Linked DNA regions of Sus scrofa: region 1 is linked to region 2. A link is a contact called in public promoter capture Hi-C data. All regions are on one chromosome and are shown on one strand. The core of a region is the stretch at or near the end of the contact, and the rest is flanking DNA. Distances in the headings are between cores, read along the strand shown.

What was found. Promoter capture Hi-C pulls out the DNA fragments that hold promoters and counts their contacts.
Region 1: a contact with region 2 is called in a promoter capture Hi-C map of liver, with 13 times the contacts expected there. The contact joins the promoter of CYCS here to the promoter of SKAP2 in region 2. A contact is called at or near these places in 1 of 5 promoter capture datasets (liver) and 2 of 47 Hi-C or Micro-C datasets (heart right ventricle and liver).

What each region holds. Positions count from the first base shown.
Region 1 is chr18:47,166,696-47,172,676 of Sscrofa11.1, forward strand. CYCS (cytochrome c, somatic) reads left to right here and starts at 3,226. Exons shown (of 3, transcript NM_001129970.1): 1 at 3,226-3,290; 2 at 4,186-4,362; 3 at 4,480-5,517. The coding sequence starts at 4,194. The coding sequence ends at 4,628. It also overlaps the pseudogene LOC102165713.
Region 2 is chr18:45,634,505-45,640,713 of Sscrofa11.1, forward strand. It overlaps SKAP2 (src kinase-associated phosphoprotein 2), which reads left to right and starts at 2,425. Exons shown (of 15, transcript XR_002340310.1): 1 at 2,425-3,102.

The DNA.
Region 1 (5,981 bases), core at 1,976-4,475, 1.5 Mb after region 2:
CTTTTTTGCTCTTGTTCTTTCTTCTCATCTTCCCATTACTTTCAATAACAAGATTCTGTATCCACAATTTCCTTAGTGAAAAGTACTAAGAGCTTCTAGTTTTCTATTCTCCCCCCCATGGGAATAAATCTAAAATGTCAATTCACTAGGCCAGCTGATTTACAGCTACTTCTACATCATCTGTAGTGTCAGCACAATGCTGATACTCCCCATCATTCAAATGAACAAAGACTAGTAACTTCTGTTACCACAAACGCGGAAGACCAAGTATTCCTTCAGTGAGTTTCGGTGGCAACATCAGGACTTGCCCCCAAAAGTACAGGCTGCATTTGCAAGGTGTTGCCAAGCTTGGTCTTTCAAAAACTTGGCTAGCTAGCCAGATGTGCCTACTGCAGTAGTACCCTTAAATGCTATCCTGATGCCCTTCAAAAGCCGCAAAAGGTCTTGGATACGTACTGTGACTTCTGCTCTGTTTTACAGCACACGTCTGTGGCAGTAGTGTGAGTGATGAGAGGGAGATGGGAAATCCAGACACAGAAAAATAACAACAACAACAACAAATAACCTCCTCCTTTGGAGAGAGAGATGTTCTGGAGCAGATATCATAGACTCTGTGGTTTGGGAGGGATCTGGGATAATCTAAATTAACCTCTTAGCGGTCCGTCTGTGGGTGCCATCATGGCGGATGCGGCCAGTCAGGTGCTCCTGGGCTCCGGTCTCACCATCCTGTCCCAGCCGCTCATCCAGGTGGGATATGAGTCTCTTCCTCCAACAATAGGACGAAATATTTTTGGCGGCAAGTATGTCAGCTTCCTGGCCTCTTTTGTTATGCTCAGCACATTGCCAGCATCGATGGGAAGAAGCGTGGATTGTTCACAGGCTTAACTCCAAGACTATGTTCATGGGTCCTTGGAACTGTGGTCCATGGTAAAGTTTTACAGCATTACCAGGAGTGCGACAAGGTTGAGGAGACAGGATCTGGAAATGTACAGAAAGAAGTTTCATCCTCCTTTGACTGAGTTATCAAGGAGACAGCTCGAGAGATGATGGCTCGTTCTGCTGCTACTCTCATCACACATCCCCTCCACGTGATCACTTTGAGATCTATGGTACAATTCATTGGCAGAGAGTCCAAGTACTGTGGACTTTGTGACTCCATGGTAACTATCTATCGGGAAGAGGGCATCCTAGGATATTTTGCAGGTCTTATTCCTCGCCTCCTAGGTGACATCATTTCCTTGTGGCTCTTTAACTCACTGGCCTACCTCATCAGTACCTATGCACTGGACAGTGGGGTTTCCACCATGAATGAAATTAGCTATTCCCAAGCTGTCACAGGATTTTTTGCCAGTATGTTGATGTATCCTTTTGTGCTTGTCTCTCACCTTATGGCTGTCAGCAACTGTGGGCTTGCTGGTGGACCCCCTCCTATTCCCCAATATATACTTCTTGGATAGATTGTTGGTGCATGCTACAAAAAGAGGGAAATATGAGCAAAGGAAATAGCTTGTTTTTCTGGAAGGTCCCCTTTGGGAAGACTTATTGTGACCTGAGAATGTTAATTTGAAGATGTGGGGCAGGGACAGTGACATTTCTATAGTCCCAGATGCACAGAATTATGGGAGAGAATGTTGATTTCTATACAGTGTGGTGCGCTTTTTAATCATTTAATCTTTGGAAAATGAAATTAATTAATTAATGAATTAACCTCTTAGCAGCTATTGCTGAATTCAGAGGTAGGAGGAAGGATGCTAGAATGTAAGCTCCACCAGAGAAACATTTTTCACTGATTTATTCCAAGTTCCTAGAAAGTGTCCAGCACATGATATGCATTCAATAAACCCTTGAATGAATGAATTCAGCAGCGCTTGACAGAACAGGGAAAAGAAGGAAAAATCAATTAGAATTCTGGGGCTAAACTGAGGGACAAGGAAGTTGAGAAACTTCTCAGTGACAAAACTGTGTATCTCAGGAAGGAGAGCTAGAAGTATAATTACTGGAAGTTATGGTGATCAAACCTACACTTCTAGGAGTTCCCATGGAGGTTCAGCAGTAAAGAGCCTGACTAGTATCCAAGAGCATGCAGGTTCCATCCCCGGCCTGCCTCAATGGATTAAGGATCCTGCATTGCCGTGAGCTGTGGTGTAGATCACAGACTCGGGTAGGATCTGGCATGGCTGTGGCGCAGGCCAGCAGCTTCATCTCTGATTCGACCCCTAGCCTGGGAACCTCCACATGTCTGGGGTGCGGCCCTAAAAAGACAAAAAACAAACAAAAACAAAAAACCCTACATTTCTAATATGACCCCAAGCTCATTGGCTTACTTGAACATGATCTTCATTTAGGTTAGATGGGATGTAAATTCTCTCTAGATTCCCCGAAATTCTCTAACTATGTAAAAATATTTCTTCCTGGATGCTGCTTGCACACACTCCTTGCTCTTTCTACACACAAATGACAGGAGGGAAGGGCTGGCAGAAAGAAGCCGGAAGGTAAGGGACCAGAGCTACAACCCAGGCAGCTCTAACACCGCAACTGCAGCACCTGTCCCAGTCTTCGGGCGTCCGTAAAGGAAAGGGAGATCTGTAAGATGACTTTAAGTCACAAAGTGGAGGAGAAACAAGAACAAGGTCAGGAGCTCATGTCCAACTCTCACAACTCTGGTTGCAGGCTATCCCTCTGGGGTGCCCCTGGCGCCAGCCGCGGAAATACGATCAAGTCTGGGTAAAGGTGGCCAGCTAAGGGAATGACAGCCAGGGGAGCTCTAGGTGTGTCCAAGTTGGACTGTCTCCCTCCAGGCAGGCAAAACGTGCCGCTCAAAGAGCATTACGTCAACCAGAACAACCCGGTTACCCCGGCCGCATTCCGCCCTCAATCCACTACTCCATTCCGCCCCACCCTCCCCGTCATCACACGCAAGCACACAAGAGGTCAGAGAGCGATGCCCGCCCTTCCCGGCACAACCTCGGTGTCGCACCTCTAACGGCCTGTCGTAAATACCCGGCAAGAGAGGCCCCGACAGGAAGGGCACGCACGCGGTACACCCTACCCTGCTAGCCGGCGTGCGCGCGCAGATCTCCGAAGCCGGCCCTAGAGACCGGGGCCAATGAGGCGCGGTGACGTCACTGCGTATCAGTCCGCCGGGCCGCACGTGGAGCCGCCAGAGGGCGGAGCTAGTTCGGTTGCACCAACGCCGGTACATAGGCGCGGACCGGCGTGTCCTTGGACCCAGAAAGCGGGACGTCCGGCCTGCGAGTGGTGGCTTGTCTGTTGAGCTCGGCGAAAGAACGGTGAGCCCTGGGTGCGGAGGCCACAGCGGGCGGGAAGCCAAGCCTTGAGGGCGCGCGCTTGCGAGGGCTGCGCGCGGGCGAACTGAGGCCGGGCGGGCCGGGAGTGGCGGCCCCGGACTGCGCCCGGCCACGAGCGGGTGGTCTCCGCTTTGAGCAGGGCCAGGACCCAGCTAGGTAATGGCGTGGTCTGGTCAAGGTCCTGAACGTTTAAAGATGACTTGGTTGTGAACCGTTGCGAGATGCTGGCCCTCGGGACGTCGGGGCTGTGGCAGTGACTGACAAGACTTCCTCCCGAGGGAGGGCGGGGGTGAGGGTGCTGCGCGCGGCGCCTCACGTCTGCTTTCCAAGAGAGCCAACTGCTTTTCCAGTAAATCTTCTTCTTCTGGCCACCTGTTGCGTTTCCTCTTCACCTGTTCAGGCACCTGGGAGACGTAGGTTTCATCCCAGTCTCCTTCAACCCGGCCTGGGTGAATGATCTCGTGGTCGCCCCTGAGACCCCAGGGACGGGGGACCTCGAAGCTTGCTGCTGCCCTCCCAACCCACAGCAAGGCGAAAGTTGGAATTTTTGGTGGTTTGGGTTTAATGTAATCACAGTTCAGCTTAATTAGCTTTGTGACTTTTTGTGACCTTGACCTCATCTTTTGGAATAGTTTTGAACTAGCATCCCACTTTGCTTGCTTGGGCTGTAACTTTTTCGAAGTTCTTCCAAATAGCGTTTTTGCTATAAAAAGTTTTTTCTGTTAAAGAGTCTATTGCAAGTGTAGCGAGTAAAGCATGGTTCAGCCTGGTACTTAGTGTAATAAGTTTGCAATGAATAAGTGACTGGAGTTGATCATTTGTTTCCACTGTATTTTTACTTGCAGAAAAATTAATAAGCTGAGTCTTTCATTTCTAGATTTTAAAATGGGTGATGTTGAGAAGGGCAAGAAGATTTTTGTTCAGAAGTGTGCCCAGTGCCACACTGTAGAAAAGGGAGGCAAGCACAAGACTGGTCCAAACCTCCATGGTCTCTTTGGGCGGAAGACAGGTCAGGCTCCTGGATTCTCTTACACAGATGCCAACAAGAACAAAGGTAAGAGGGGGACCCTCGTGAACAAACCCGAGCACAAATTGCAGGGATGTAACCTATGGTAAATGAACAGTTTTTTGGGAGTGCGACATACTTAATACTGCATCCGTCCTTGTTTAGGCATCACCTGGGGAGAGGAGACACTGATGGAGTACCTGGAGAATCCCAAGAAGTACATCCCTGGAACAAAAATGATCTTCGCTGGCATTAAGAAGAAGGGAGAAAGGGAAGACTTGATAGCTTATCTGAAAAAAGCTACTAATGAGTAAAAGTTGGCCACCGCCTTATTTATTACAAGACCGACATGTCTCATGACTTTTATATGTGTACCATATTTAAATTGATCTCATACTCTAGAATTCAGATCATGTATGGCTGATGGAATGTTTCTGTTGGATGGTCCTGATTTAAATAAGATTGGTTGGTGGCTAAATGAATATGGTCAGCTGTTTGAATTTTAATATTAATTCTAGTTCAACAAGTACTATCACTGTCTTTCCCTTCTACAGAGATGGTTAAACTTGAATGTGGAGTGTTAAACTTTTCAGGAAAATGGTGAATACCTTCTCAGAACCTATAGGAGATTGGTTTTATATTTAGATTTCTATAACTGGTTATATTAATATATTTAAATACTGAGAAGATCCCTTCACTGTCTCATAGAACAGAGCAAGATTCACCTGTGTTTCAAGTTGTGTTCACTAGCCTGTTAAGGCATGAGCCAATGGTAAACTGACAGTGTCCCCTTTATCTTTTTGGTCTTAACTATGCCAATTTCATTAGAATTACCTGTATCGAAAATACTGCCTTTTACTTACTGAAAGGTATTTTAGCGAGGTTTATGTACAGCATCAAGTAAAGAGTATTTAGCATTTCTCACATTTTATAGATGATCTTTAAGATCAGAGGCTTTTAAAATTCAGTGTGACGAGATATGTTAGCAGACTTTGCAGGTGAATTCTTACAAGGTCAGGCTGTTAGAATGCAGGATTGTCTTTTAAATAGGTAGTCAGAAACACAACTGTAGAACTACCGGATGTGTGTGATTGATAATGGTGCTTTTGCCAACTCATGGAAGGCTTAAAGTAGGGGAGCTGTACCGTCAGCACAGATCTGTAAATTATCTGGTCATAAAGCTTAAGAATTAAAAACAAAATCGCAGATCATGGTTTTTCCTCCGTGCTTGTTTTAATATCATACCAAAATGGTTGAAAAATACAGGAACCCAAAAGAAGCAGCAGCAGTGTTACTAGCCATAGTACCAGAGTGTGCTTACTTGGTCTAGGAGAGCCTGAACTAGAACAACACTTAGTAATCCATCCTTAAGGTTTCTTAAGGTAGAAGACTATGTTTACCTTTGTTTTGTTTTGTTGTTTTTAGGGCCGCACCCACAGCATATGGAAGTTCTCAGGCTAGGGGTTGAATTGGAGCTGCAGCCACCAGTACCACAGCCACAGCAATGCAGGATCATAGCTGAGTCTGCGACCTACACCACAGCTCACCTCAACGCCAGATCCCCAACCCACTGAGTGAAGCCAGGGATCAGACCTGCATCCTCATGGATACTAGTTGGGTTCGTTTCCACTGCACCACGACAGGAAACTACCAAGAATATGTTTCTG
Region 2 (6,209 bases), core at 1,175-3,674:
TCAGAGCTGATCCTCTAGCAATATTGAAGTCTTTAGATGATTGCAGTCCAACCCATAGCCCGACTGTAGCTTCATGAGGGACACTGAACCAGAACCATCCAGCTAAACCGATTGTGGATTCCTGACCACCAGAAACTACATGAGATACTAAATGTTCGTTTTAAGCCAAGTTTGTTATGTAGCAACAGATAACTAATACAATGCCTAAGTATAAATATAATCTTCCTTTCACATGCCTATGAAAGCCAAATAAAGATGAGGCAGAGAAAATACACTGTTTTAGTATACTGTTCGTTTTTCTTCAATGCTCATTTAGATTCTTTAAAAACAAAGCCTGTGGGCAAATACATATTTAGCTAAGCTAAATTTGAAAGATGTGAGGAAGGTGGTTGGGTTATATTTAGTTGTAAGAAAAAATATATGTACACACACACACACACACACACCCCTCCTTTGAACTGAAGGATTTACTTTTGAGAAGACAAATCATGAGATTCTTCCAGAATCGAGTCTCTTCTTTGCAGAACGGTAGGGAAGCTGCTTTCTCTAAGGCTGAGATTTGAAGTTTCATTTATTATTCCTTTTTACCTAATATGACTGGTTTAAAAAATAGAAAGTATGTTTTGATTTCCTTCCTACTTTTTGTCATGGAAACATTTAGAAACGAGAAATAAGAACATATTTCTTCTAGCGCCTCCTTCTCTTTGTGTTTTATAATCAATTTTAGTAACTTTGACAATAAACAGGAAAAATGATAGAGTATACAAAGCATTGCCCACGTGAATCCATCATGAAACTGTGTCCGAGAATGGTTGCCTAAATAGGGGGAATGTGTTTCATACAAAGAGTCCATTTTCTGTTATTACTTTATTTGGACTATGCTATATATTAGATGCTATATATTTTAAGGCAATTTTAATAGTTTCCTGTCTTTCACTAACAAGAATGACTTGTCATGATGAGCAGAGCAGACAGTGTCCATTTGATCCAATCCAAAAAACTGTCTATTCGATACAGTAGTAAATCACCTCAATTCCTTTGTGGAATGAGTGGAGTGTAAATAAATAAATGAGACATGAGAAAAAAATTCTGGTCAATTGTATCAGAAAGAAATAAAAGATAGGAACATTTGGAGGCCTGGTTTAATAAAAAATATGACAAGGAATTGTATGTGATAGCTGTAAAGAGAGGAAGAATCCTTACTAATATAGTATGTCCATAAAGCAGTTTCTCCCTTCTCTAGGAAGGAAGACGATTTTGTCATTTAAGAATAATTATCAATTCTTTGAAGTTGGAGGATCTATGTTGTAAGATGACTCTTATTCACTTTTACCTCCAGCAAAAAGAATTCAGATTTTCAGCACTTCTTCTAATATTTCTAAAACTGAGTAGGAAGTTCAGATTCCATTTTAGGCAATAGGTATGTTTGGGGGTGTATTTTTTGTTGTTACTTTGCATTTTTTTACATCAGTGGTGGTAAAATTGTCTTTTATTTTATTTTGAGAGAACTCCAAAATGTTCTCATTCTTCCTTTTGCAATTAGTGTTTGGTGTGGTTCTTAGAGAATTATACTAAAATGACTTGCATGTGACTACTTAATTTTTTTACTATTTTACTGTCTGACATTTTCGGTATGAAATATTAATAGAGCCATTACTCTGTGTCAGGTTTTGGGTTCCAGGTGGGGATGAAAGGCAAGTTATAACAAATTTTGTGTTCTGTAGGAGCTGGAAAGTAGTAAAGTGATTCTCAACATCAAATTCCAGGATGTCTAGCATCAGAATCACATTCAGGGCTTGTTTAAAATGCAATCAAGTCTCACGCTAAACAGCTAGAAAGCAGAATTTCTAGAAGTGGGACTTTGGGATCTGCACTGTAATAGTTTCCCTCTGAATTTAATGAAAACTAAAATTTAGTGAGGGTTGAAGGATAGAAGAATAAACAATTTACGTTGCGACTGGCGCTACAATACAATCTTCAAAGCACAATAGTAGCATCTAGGAAGGACCATTGCCATGGCAGTTTTTACCTAAAGAAAAAAAATTCCCTACACACACACACACACACACACACACACACACACACACACACACACAGACTTTCTGGGGTTTTTAGAAAAATCCGGTAAGAAGATTTAGAGAGGAGACAATAAGTATTTGTTGATTAAACGATCAGCTTGGAGGGAACAGATACTATAATTCTGTTCCAATATTCTTTTTGATGCTTATAGGTGGACAGTGGTACCTATCTCTGTTCAGCTTTTTGTCCTGAGAGCTCTCTCCTGCTCGTAGCGAGGGCAATCGGTCCTCCCAAGCGTCTGAACCAGGTAGGAAAGAGTGTAAGAGCCAATCGGAGCGCTCTCCGGCGCCGCTCCCGGCCGGCTTCCTCCGGGAGGACTGGCGGAAGAAGGGACTCTCTTACCGTCATTCAGTCAGACAAAGACGACCACAGGGGTTTAGGGAGGTCGAAAACTTCAGGTGGGGCACTATGCGAGGTTTTAAACCTCGGCGGAGCTGATGAAAGGCCAGTAAGTCTCTTAACCGGGAAACCCGGAGGCCCTTTCGGCACCTTATTTTCCGGGATCGTGGAGAAACGGCCCGCAGTCGTGGCGGTGCCAGGGACCAAAATGGCGGCGCGGCGCTTCAGCCCCCGGGTCAGGTGACGCAGCCCCAGGCCGCTCGCTTCCCACCAGCCGCTGCTCCTCCCTCGTCCCCTCGTAGGGGCGGGTGTGGCCTGACCGCGGACTCTTTTCGGAGGCGAGGCGCACCGAGGGACACACATGCGCAGTCAGGGTCCCTTCGGGCCACCGCCCCGCCCATCGCCCCGCCCCGAAGTGCCGGGCGGGGCTGGGCCAAGAGTCCAGCCGCTGTGGCCAGGACTTCAGCGACTTCCTTGTTGTGAGCCTTCGCCCGGCAGTGTCCGGACTGGTAGGCACGCCGTCCTTACAGGGATCGCTAGCCCGAGTCTAGGTCGCAGCCACAACCCCAGCCCGTTTCAGCACAGGTCCTTCCCCCGCACGCTCCGCGCTCCCTGACATGCCCAACCCCAGCAGCACCTCCTCTCCCTACCCCCTCCCCGAGGAAATTAGGAACCTGTTGGCAGGTAAAAAGCGGGAAGGGGGCGGGTAACGCGGCGGGGGCGGGGGGACGGCGAGCCGATGGGGACAGAAGCGTTCAGCGTCTCTCCTCTTCCCTGCCCGCGCTCACCTCTTCTGGCCATTGGGAGCGGGACTGGGAGGGGGCAAGTGGGGTCTGAGAAGGAGAGTGGGCGTGCGTGTTGAAATTTGGTTCGAGGATGGTGGCGAAGCCCTGCTTGGTGGGCTACACTAAGGCGATCAGGGCAGTTCTTTGTGTGTGTGTGTGTGTATGTGTGAGTGTGAGTGTGTGTGAGAGAGAGAGAGGAGGGAGGTGAGAGATCAAAGAACTAATTCTTTGGTCGCTGGACCGATGAGGAGAAAGAGATTTCTGAGCTACAGGCGTTAGGAGTTAGGGGTTATGGGACCACAGGGTTTGTCATTTCTAAAACTCCCATCTTTCTTGAACATTCAGTCTACTCATATTTGAGCTTTTCAAAGAGGGCCTGACTTTCAAATAGCCACTTGTCTTCAGCCTGAGTAACATGTTAAAACAAAAAAGGAAGGATGTGTTAAAGTCCAACTTCCTGTGTCACACGACGAAAGTACAGTACTTCATCTTTGCACCCTCATCTTCCCCTTTTCAGTTTTAAATGAACGTTTATGGGAATTTAGGAATTAAAGGTACACTTTCAAGGCTATTATGAATACACTACTAGTTCTTTAATGTACTAGATATGGAGATGTGTATTTTCAGTAAGGGGCAATAAAAATTTGTATTTCTGCATGAGGTAGAAAAATACATCTTTATTTAGAGTAGCACAGATGTTACCTATTCTGATGCTCTGGAATTCTTCCCATTATTCACTTTGTCGTGCTTACATCAGAATTATGACTACTGAATTTGGATCGTTTTACTCTTGCTTAGTTGTCTTAAGTATCTTTCAGTATTGGTCCTGAACAACTGGATTAAAAGAGTTTCTCTTAGATGCCTTTGTTACAAGTTGCTTATTTTAACTCTTAAAGGAGTATTTAAAATGTGACATTTTAAGTGGTGAGTTACTATTATAGCACTGTGAGACCAAATCTCCTAAAATGCTGGTGGTTAATGTCATGAATATAATAGAGAAAATAAAACTGATAATGTATGAATGCAAACTTAATGTTTGTGTGAGCATGACTGCAGTGTCATGAATGCATTTGTAGTGGGATAGTGTTTTACTCCGAGAAATGCTTGTTGTCATTAATGGGTCCCACTAAGGGAAATATTGAAAGACTGTGAAGACTGAGTTAAGGCAGTTTTTATTCCATTCTATGAGAGTTTCAAATGAATGCTGATTTTGTCTTACTACAGTTAACATTTGTGTTGTTACAATGCTGGAGGCTCCTTGCTTAGAATATTATTTCAGTTGCTGGTCAGAGAACTGTTTATCATACCTCCAAAAATAGATGTCACCATTTTCAGGATATTCTAGGTCTGAATTTTTGCGTTTAAGAAGTATAGATCTCTGGGTGCATGCTTTTAAAGCATGATAGCTCCACAGTAGACAGCTTGCTATCTGGGTCCACAGTCATACATTTGCAGATACCATGATATATAGGTTATGAGACTCTTTATTCTCTCCTCACCATAGATTACAAGTATTTCATGTAGCCCTTATTTGTATAATGTAATTGAGAGCTCAGAATACATACTATTTAAATTATCTGCCATTGCTAACGTCCTGTATACTTTAGCCATTATGTCTCTCTCTTTAGCCAGATAATATACTTCATGATATCTGAAATCAGTGTTTTAAAGATCTTACTGACATTTTCAGTATTTCACATTGTTGACGTGAATCACATATTAAAACATTAAGTATTAAAAACAAATATTAAAATGCTAAAAATTTGATGATTATCCATTTGGCTTATACTTTATTTTCAGAGGATATTTTCAAGAAGTATGGCTCTGAGGAAATATAAATATACACGAGGTATATTTTAAAGAAATGAAACAAGTGAGCCAATGTTTTGGAGTTTGCCTTTTAAACTAATTATTCAAAGAAGTTGTTAACATTTTTTGGTTGACTGTAATTAAAGTTTTTGTTGAGGTAGGGAGGGTTTCAAGAATAAATGCTCTCATCAGGTTTTTTTTTTCCCACTTTTTTTTTTTTAATCCAATAAGTTCTGCTGGTTTGTGCATGATCACTTGCATTGCTCTAGTGCTTGAGTAATAGGACATGTTTAGGTTTAAAATTACTAAAACCACAGAGGAACAATTGGTATTGGGTTGAACTTTAGAGAGATTGCTGACTTACCTAGTTCTTTCTTTGCAACTAGGAAGGAGATACTGGCAATGTTTTTTTTTTTTTTTTAAACACATAAGACTTTACAATTATATTGTTTGTTAGTTGCAAATATAAAAAGATTGTAAACACCCCCAATTAACAGTTTTTCTTGTGGGAAAAAGTGGAGACTTTATAAGAGTAAATGGCTACAGTTGTCTTCTTTATCCTTGGCAGTTGGCAGTGGTGGTTGTAGCTACCAGTTGAGCGCTCCTAGAATGCACGCATAGCACTCTGCTGGAATCCCAAGGCAGAGAAGATAAGGAACTAAACTTTTCAGGCGTTTAAAATCCCTTTGCCTTCAGAAAAGAAAAACAAAGTCAAAAGATAATGCCTATCAAAGATATGTTGTTTGCATGTTTTCCCTTCGTGTTCCATGAGCCCCTTATCCAAGTCATTATGTCATATGTGTTAAATGTTTTGACATTTCAACTGCTTTGATAGAGGTAGGTGCTCAAAAGTATTCTTATCAATTTGTTATTTTCTTTCTCATTTTTTCTTCTGGTTATAGCAATTTTAGGCTTTCTATTCAATATCTGTTCTTCCCTCCTCTGATTCCTTCCCTTTCAAAAACTTTCTGTGGACACGCAGAAACCCATAGTTATCATTCTTAACTCCCATTTAATGATGCTCTTGAAAAAGTAGCTGTATAACTTGGAGGTTAGTTATTTATATTTCTGTGGAAGCAGTATATTAAATCTTGAAAGCCTATACTTTTTATTAAAAGTGGTGATTTTTTTTTGTTCCATGAATAGAAAAAAGTTTATAGATTTGTTATTAAAAGCAAATTGGGACTTTCCATATGA